2 separate regions of the Mus musculus genome follow, and region 2 is linked to region 1. A link is a contact called in public HiChIP or PLAC-seq data. All regions are on one chromosome and are shown on one strand. The core of a region is the stretch at or near the end of the contact, and the rest is flanking DNA. Distances in the headings are between cores, read along the strand shown.

Region 1 (3,729 bases), core at 756-3,255:
GTCTTCCTTTAGGACAGTTTTTTTTTTCTGAATTTATATCTCCCCTATGTAGAGTAAGTTATAACTCCTCTTAAAAGAGTGCTCATGGTTGCTCTCGACTTTTCAGTATATACTTTTATTGTGATCCACCTTCATATAGATTACAAGATACATCAGGTGAACGAGAGTAGTTATGTAGTGTGAGGAGCGGGTGTGGCAGCAGCCCCAAGATGGCGCCCGGAACTGCAGCCAAGTCTCATGACTTGCACCTGACTTCCTCATACACCTGAAAATAAGCCACAGGTGCACCATGATGCTGGCGGTATAAACAAGTCCATATTTGGTGGAGACGTGCCCCTGCCGCCCTGATTGGCTGAAGCTGCATGCCTGGTGAGGTGACGTGGCCTGCTGTGAGTGGCTGGGGGCTGAGAGTATATATGAGAGAGAGACCCGGGGTTCGAGAGAGAAAAAGATGAAGCGAGAGAGATAACGATTGAAGCTTGCTGAATAAACTGCTGTTAGAAGACCTGGTGGTCGTGTCGTTCTTGCTGGTCGAGAGCAGATGTGACAATGTAGTGATGTCAGTAAGCCTTGCTGTCCCCTTGTTCCTCCTCCGGCCGTTCTCATTGCCCTTGATTCTAATTCCATGAATTCAGTCCTCGGCATGCTTATTGCTACTCTCTCTAGCTTTTAACAAGTTCATAGAGCTATAACTTCCCCTGCAAGTTCCTTTTTAAAATTCCCACAAGTTTTACATAGTGCTTTTATTTGTTTTAATTCTGAATATTTATAATGACCCTTTCAATTTCTGTGTTTGTGAATTATTTAGAAATATGTTTCTAGTCTTCTAGGGGACATTTCTTCACACACTTTATCTTCTTCTAATTAAGTTGCATTAAAAATAGAATATTTTGGTCTAAATGGCAAATTTTTTGGAAATTGTTGATAGTTTCCTGGTTGCTTGTTCAGTTTGTATAACTATCTCAGGTATACGTGAGAAGAAAATGAATTGTCTGTTTGCTGTATGTACCATTCTGTCTCCCCCTCCTCCCACATATCTTTAAAATCCAGACTGTTAGTTAGATCATTGAATGTGGTTAGTATTGACAGTCAACTTGACAGGATCTAGAGTCACTGAAGGGACAATCTCTGCACGTGCCTGTGAGGAATTTCCAGATTCAGTTCATTGAAGTGGTTATCCTTGCTACCTTCCCTGTTCTGTAAGAAAACACCAGCTCAAAGGTGAGAGCGTTTATACTCTGGCTCATGGCCTGAGGATATAATAATGGCAGAGGAATCCTGGCGTCACACGTGTGAGGGAGGAAGACGTGTTACATCTGCAGTCAGGGATGCGATGCTCTCAGCTGACTTGGTTCTTTTCTTCGTTCAGGCCAGATCCTGGCCGAAGGTAGACATGGCCCACCTTTAAGCCACACCCCCAGCCCATGGTGCAAAGCTGTGCACGTTTAGCCACACCCCCAGCCCATGGTGTGAAGCTGCCCATGTTTAGCCACACCCCCAGCCCATGGTGTGAAGCTGCCCACCTTTAAGCCACACCCCCAGCCCATGGTGCAAAGCTGCCCACGTTTAGCCACACCCCCAGCCCATGGTGTGAAGCTGCCCACCTTTAAGCCACACCCCCAGCCCATGGTGCAAAGCTGCCCACGTTTAGCCACACCCCCAGCCCATGGTGTGAAGCTGCCCACGTTTAGCCACACCTCCAGCCCATGGTGTGACACTGTTTAAGAACCACCTTCCAATACCTTTCCTTGCCTCTCATTTTTTCTAAGAACTGAAGATCGAGGGCCCTGACCTGCTTAGGTTTTGTTTGAAGGGAGTGGGGTGGCTGGCTTGACCTGGAAGGACCACTGTTCTCTGTGTCAGCCGTGAGCCTGTTTGTCTGTGTGCTCCCTGGAGCAGCACTTCTCAATTCTTCCAGGAATCTCTTGGCATTCAGAGCTCCGCTCACTGCAGAGCGAATGAGGCTAGCTTTTAGCCCATCTCAATTGCTAACGTTCCTTCTTCCATGAAGCTAGTCGTCTCCGGCTCCCCACACCCTTTTCTTTTACATAACACTCAACGACCACTGTCTTCCTCCATTTCTTTCCATCTTACTGTTTGAGACAGGCTCTCTAACTGAACCTGGGAGCTCACTGATTTGACCAGACTAGCTGGACAATAAACATAAGGATCCTCCTGTCTCCACCTCTGCAGTGCCAGCTTGCACCCCTCGCCAAGGAGCCATTTGCACTTGGCAATTCCTGGGAAAGGGGGAATCAGTTTACTTCAATGGTGTGACACTGGGTTTGTCAGTCACACTCCAGGGCAGACCTCAGGCTCGAGGGTCGTTGGCAACACAAAACTGACTCCATAGTTTTAGTTAGTCTCTCTCTCTCTCTCTCTCTCTCTCTCTCTCTCTCTCTCCCTGCCTCCCTCCCTGCCTCCCTCCCTCCCTCTCTCCCTGCCTCCCTCCCTGCCTCCCTCCCTCCCTCCCTCCTTCCCTCCCTGCCTCCCTCCCTGCCTCCCTCCCTCCCTCCCTTCCTCCTTCCCTCCTTCCTTCCCTCCTTCTTTCCTTCCTTCCGTTAGTTTGTTTTTCTCGATGGTCTCACGTAGCCTAGGCTGGCTGACCTTGAACTACCTAGCTTCCTGCCTCCCCCTCTAAGCACTAAGCTTACAGGTGGATGACACTAACTCTGCTTCCTTTATTTCACTGCGAGACAGTCTCAGCAGGCTGCTCTGGTTGGTCTGGAACTTGCCTTATCGTCCAGGTTGGCTTTGAACTCACAGAGCTCTGCCTGCCTCTGCCTCCTGAGTCCTGGGATTAAAGCATGCACAATCACAAGCTAGTTCTACCTGCTTTCTATGGTGATGAGGATGGAAGCAGGGCTTTGTGCCTCCTGGACAAGCACTATATATTCCAAGCAAGCTTCATCCCTCCCCCCCCCCCCATTTACTTGTGATGTTTTAGTTTCCCAAAGTGCTTAAGCTCGGAATCTCTCTGACCTCCCAGTAAGCAAGGATTTAATGTCATCACCTGCGACTCATGATTCTAACATTCATATATAAGCTGTGATTGCTTTTCCTTTATAAATACATACTTGATAACCACTCTTATCTTTTCTGATGCACTCTTCTGATGCCTGCTTAGTATTACTTCTTAAGCTACCATTCCGTTCCCTTGGTGTCATTTTTATCTTGTATCTCATGTACGTTTATGAGAAGTTTGTAACTAAATAGGACTATGTACACCTAAAGATTGTGTTGAAAGTCTTTATTCCACCTTCGTCTTGGATGTGGCTGAGTTCATTATACGTGTCTGGGTTCACAGTACTTTTTCTAGAAAACTATGTCATGGTTCCTCACAGAATACCGGACATTTAGTGTTGTGGTTTGAGGTGAAATATGACTGGCCACCCCACGTTCCTGCGTCAGGCCTGGCCAGGATGGAGCCTGACCCTCTAGAGCTACAAGCTATGACAGTTTCTCCTACGTGTTGCTTTTGTTGAGTATGTTCCTACAGCAACACAAAGTGACTTGAGACACCCAGGAATGAGTGTGTGCGTCTTGAGTGACTGAGTGAGTGGGTGGGTAGGTAAATGTGTGAGTAGGTGGGTAAATGTGTAAGTATGTAAGTGAGTGGGTAGGTGGGTGAGTGTGTTTTTGAGTAAGTGGGTAAGTGAATGAGCAAATGTATGTGTGAGTGTGTGAGTGATTGTGTATGTGTGAGTGTGAGTATGTGAGTGTATATGT
Region 2 (3,729 bases), core at 381-2,880, 140 kb before region 1:
CTGGCCTGTTCTTCTCTCTCTTGAAATCTCACTTTACAAGGATGTGTTACTGCCTCTGGGCACCTGTACTAGTGGCCCTTGTTTCCATATTCTATTCTGTTATTTCATTAAAGCACACAAGATGAAAAGGAATTTATTTCAGAGCACAGCCTGTACTGTTGGAAAGGGTTAAATCTCGGTTCACAGTCGGTGAGCTTTAGACTGAAAGTTTGACCTGGACACACGTGTGTTTCCCTTGGCTTTCGTTGGCTCTACTCAGCTTAGCAACAGTCATGGACAATTGATCATGAATCTTGGGTTGTTACTGCCCCACCCGGCAACCAGAAGAAAGCAATCTCTGAAGAGACGCCCTTTGATATGCCAGGGAACTGCAGTCCTGTCAATATCAGGTGCCCTTAGATACATTAATGAACTCTAGCCCCATGTCAACATCAGAGGAGACTGTGTGAGTACCCAAGGCTTCGTGGGTCAGCAGGAGTCACTGGGAGCCTTAGTCACACAGGCAAAGATCTTTAATTATTTTTATTTTAAATTGTGTGTGTGTGTGTGTGTGAATGTGTGCAGGTGCCTACCTATATAGGCCAGAAGTGTCAGATCACCCTGGAGTTGGAATTACCGGTGGCTGTGAGCCATCCCACGTGGCAGCTGGGAATCACACTCAGGTCCTCTGCAAGACCAGTGTGCACTCCTCCACTGAGGTCTCTCTACCCCATCTCTAACATTTTAAACATGAAGCAAACAAGGCATATGAAAGACCACTAAGAACCACATAAAATTCCACAGATGCACATAAGCCAGCCCTTACAATGATGAATCTTTAGTCATTTTGCCTCTGGATTTTTGCCAGTATGAGTTTAAGCCTTCCCAATTCATTTAACCCCTCCTTTCCTAAAGAAAACCACCGCCCTACACTCGGTGTGTATGCATAAATGTTTTACACACATGAGTCCTGTATAGTGTTATTCTAAACTTTTATAAGTGATACAAATTATTCTGCAAACCACTTTTTAAGATTGAAATTCCATTAAAAATTAAATGAGCTCAGAAGTTTTTAATTAAGCTAATTCATTTATTTTATGTATTTGATTATTTACTTTTAATGCAAGGCCTTTCTTCTGTAGCCCTGGGTGACCTCAGACTTGCTTTGTAGCTCAGGCTGACCTAAAAAATTCCTAACAAGCCTTCTGCCTCAGCCGCCTGGGTGGGATGCTCCGATTCCCTGTTCACTGAAGTTCTTTAGTGAAACAGAATATCCCCTTCTCCACCTATAATAAGATGGGACATTTTGTCTCTGACCCTGTTCCTGCCAGAGAGATGAAACCGTAAGAATTTGGGAATGTTAGGAGTAGGTGTCTCTTGTTCTTAATGAGGCCACTCCTGCGCAGGCGCCTAGAGGCTCAGCATGGGGGATCGATCGTTGTCAGAAAGCCCAGGCCTTAATCAGAAACTTGAAACATTCACTGCCATCTCCAGTGTCTCAGGAGAAGGCAAGGGTTGGAGACTTGAGTTACTCTCCATAATAGCCAGGACCATTCCCCGCACGGTGAAACCTCCGCAGCAATCCACGAAGACGCGCTGTTGAGGTGGCTCAGGGATCACGTGATTTTGGTTCCTAGACCCCACCTTGGAAGGAGCTCGCAAAGTTGCCTGCTGACCTCTGTTGGTCGGCGTTCTGCCCACCTCAGGGCACAGCCGACAGGGAGGCGAAACTCAGGGAGTTTGCTGCCCTCATCCTGCGGCATTGCTGGGCCAGCGCTGGGCTTCAGAGAAGCACGGAGACACTGCTCTGGGAAACTGCTTACTGTTCCACCCAACAGACACGCCGGACAAACAGACTTCTACTCCATGCATTCATATACCACACTTACATCACACACACACTAGCAATAATCATCAACTAGTTCATATAACACACTTACACACATGACACACACACGGAATAATCACCAACTAGATTTAAACCTTAGTCCTCAAAGATCGGGCACAAGACAGCTCCCGCTAAGGCAGAAGGATCACGTTTGCGGTTACCTGGGCAACTTAACGCGCTTATTTTAATAAGCAAATACATAAATAGGTCTGTGTGTAGCTGCGTGGTGGAGTGCTGGCCTAGGGTATGATAGGCTCTAAATTAATCTCCAAAGCCATTAAAATTCCGAAAAGATCTCTCAGGAGGCTTCTCAGAGACAGCAGACCTCAGCATCACAGGACACAGGAGCTTGAAGACTTGAAGTTGGGACTCCTTCAGGCTTACTATTTCCCCCCTGGCTGTTCACTTATCACCTTTATTGTTGTTGTTTTGGTTTGGTTTTTGGTTTTTCGAGACAGGGTTTCTCTGTGTAGCCCTGGCTGTCCTGGAACTCACTCTGTAGACCAGGCTGGCCTCGAACTCAGAAATCCACCTGCCTCTGCCTCCCAAGTGCTGGAACTAAAGGTGTGTGCTACCACTGCCCGGCTCACTTATTGCCCTTTAAATTTTCCTTTCTCTTTATTCAGAGAGAGAGAATCTCATGGAGGCCAGGCTGATCCCAGACTCACTGTATAGCAGAAGGTGACCTTGAGTCCAAGATCCTTCTGCCTCTAACAGAAAAGTGGAGACTGCACACGCTCACTATCACAGTCTCCACTGTCACCTTCATCAGAAGAAAAGAGACAGTGTTGTGCGAACTACTACCTACCTAGGTGGAAAACACATAGAATATTCCAGAAATATTTAAGACTCATGAATTTAAACATAAGACCAAAAGAACCTAGGTCCATTAGGAAATTAGACACTTCTCCCATAACCCAGGCTGGCAGGAACTGTGGGGATCCCCTGCCTCAGTTTCCCATCTGCTGGGATTACATTTGCGAGCAACCACACTGGGCTGAGTAGATTTCTTACTTCCTTAAATAATTCAGTGTAGCAATGGGTCTAATAATCCCTTTGAAGAAGGATTTGACCATAAATGATATATTTTTTTAAATTATAATATTCTCTGGGTGGAAAATTCATGGTCACTACTAATGCTATGTCAGAGCTCAGGCCATGTGTGAGGCATGTGAGGAGATTTCTGAGAGTCTGTGAGAAAGCTCCAAGTAAGCAAGACAAGGGTCTTGACCCCTCTGCTCCTCCGGAGCACAGATTTGTACTGACACAGCACTTTCTTACCCTCCAGGGTGTAGGAAGTACAGGTTTGACTTCAGACTGCCCCAAGTCTTTCCCATTATCATTCAGAATGGCATTTCCAAGAGCTTGTCTTTGTGACTGTACAGCCTCAACTCACGTGACCTTGCCCTTGTGACTGTATACAACTTCAATTGAGTGAACTTTGCTCACGACTCTGCCTAACTCCTGAATTAATTACCCTCAGAAAGGCAGTTATCAGAGACTTTCATCCACCTCATTTTTAGGCTCTGTTCTCCCAGGCTCATGCCACCAGCTAGAGCAGTAACCATGCTATGCTTTGCTTTGTTAGGGAAATCACAAGTAAAGAATTTTTTTTTAAAGATGGAGGTTTCTTTTTTGTTGTTGTTGTTGTTGTTGGTTTTTTTTTTTTTTTTTTTTTTTTTTTTTTTTTTCCGAGACAGGGTTTCTCTGTATAGCCCTGGCTGTCCTGGAACTCACTTTGTAGACCAGGCTGGCCTTGGAACTCAGAAATCCACCTGCCTCTGCCTCTCAAGTGCTGGGATTAAAGGCGTGTGCCACCACGCCTGGCTGGAGGTTTCTTTTTAATTAATCAAAAACAAAAC

What was found. HiChIP or PLAC-seq counts read pairs in DNA pulled down with a chosen protein or histone mark.
Region 2: an H3K27ac HiChIP or PLAC-seq map of embryonic stem cells shows a contact between it and region 1, with 6 read pairs. The contact joins two enhancer-like sites. A contact is called at or near these places in 1 of 15 datasets of contacts at CTCF or cohesin (the NIH/3T3 cell line), 2 of 115 datasets of contacts at active chromatin or transcription factors (both in embryonic stem cells) and 2 of 9 other capture datasets (adipose tissue and liver).

Annotation. Positions count from the first base shown.
Region 1 is chr6:143,003,102-143,006,830 of GRCm38.p6, reverse strand. No RefSeq gene overlaps it. Among named protein-coding and RNA genes, the nearest start is that of St8sia1, 41 kb to the right of the region's middle. Within about 2 kb of position 2,005, at least 5 of the 459 cell types and tissues checked have an H3K27ac peak or open chromatin away from gene starts, as enhancers often do. A contact at or near this core is called in embryonic stem cells, where this site is marked.
Region 2 is chr6:143,141,867-143,145,595 of GRCm38.p6, reverse strand. The region is part of intron 5 of Gm31108 (predicted gene, 31108); the gene reads left to right. Among named protein-coding and RNA genes, the nearest start is that of Gm38921, 3.3 kb to the left of the region's middle. Within about 2 kb of position 1,630, at least 35 of the 459 cell types and tissues checked have an H3K27ac peak or open chromatin away from gene starts, as enhancers often do. A contact at or near this core is called in embryonic stem cells, where this site is marked.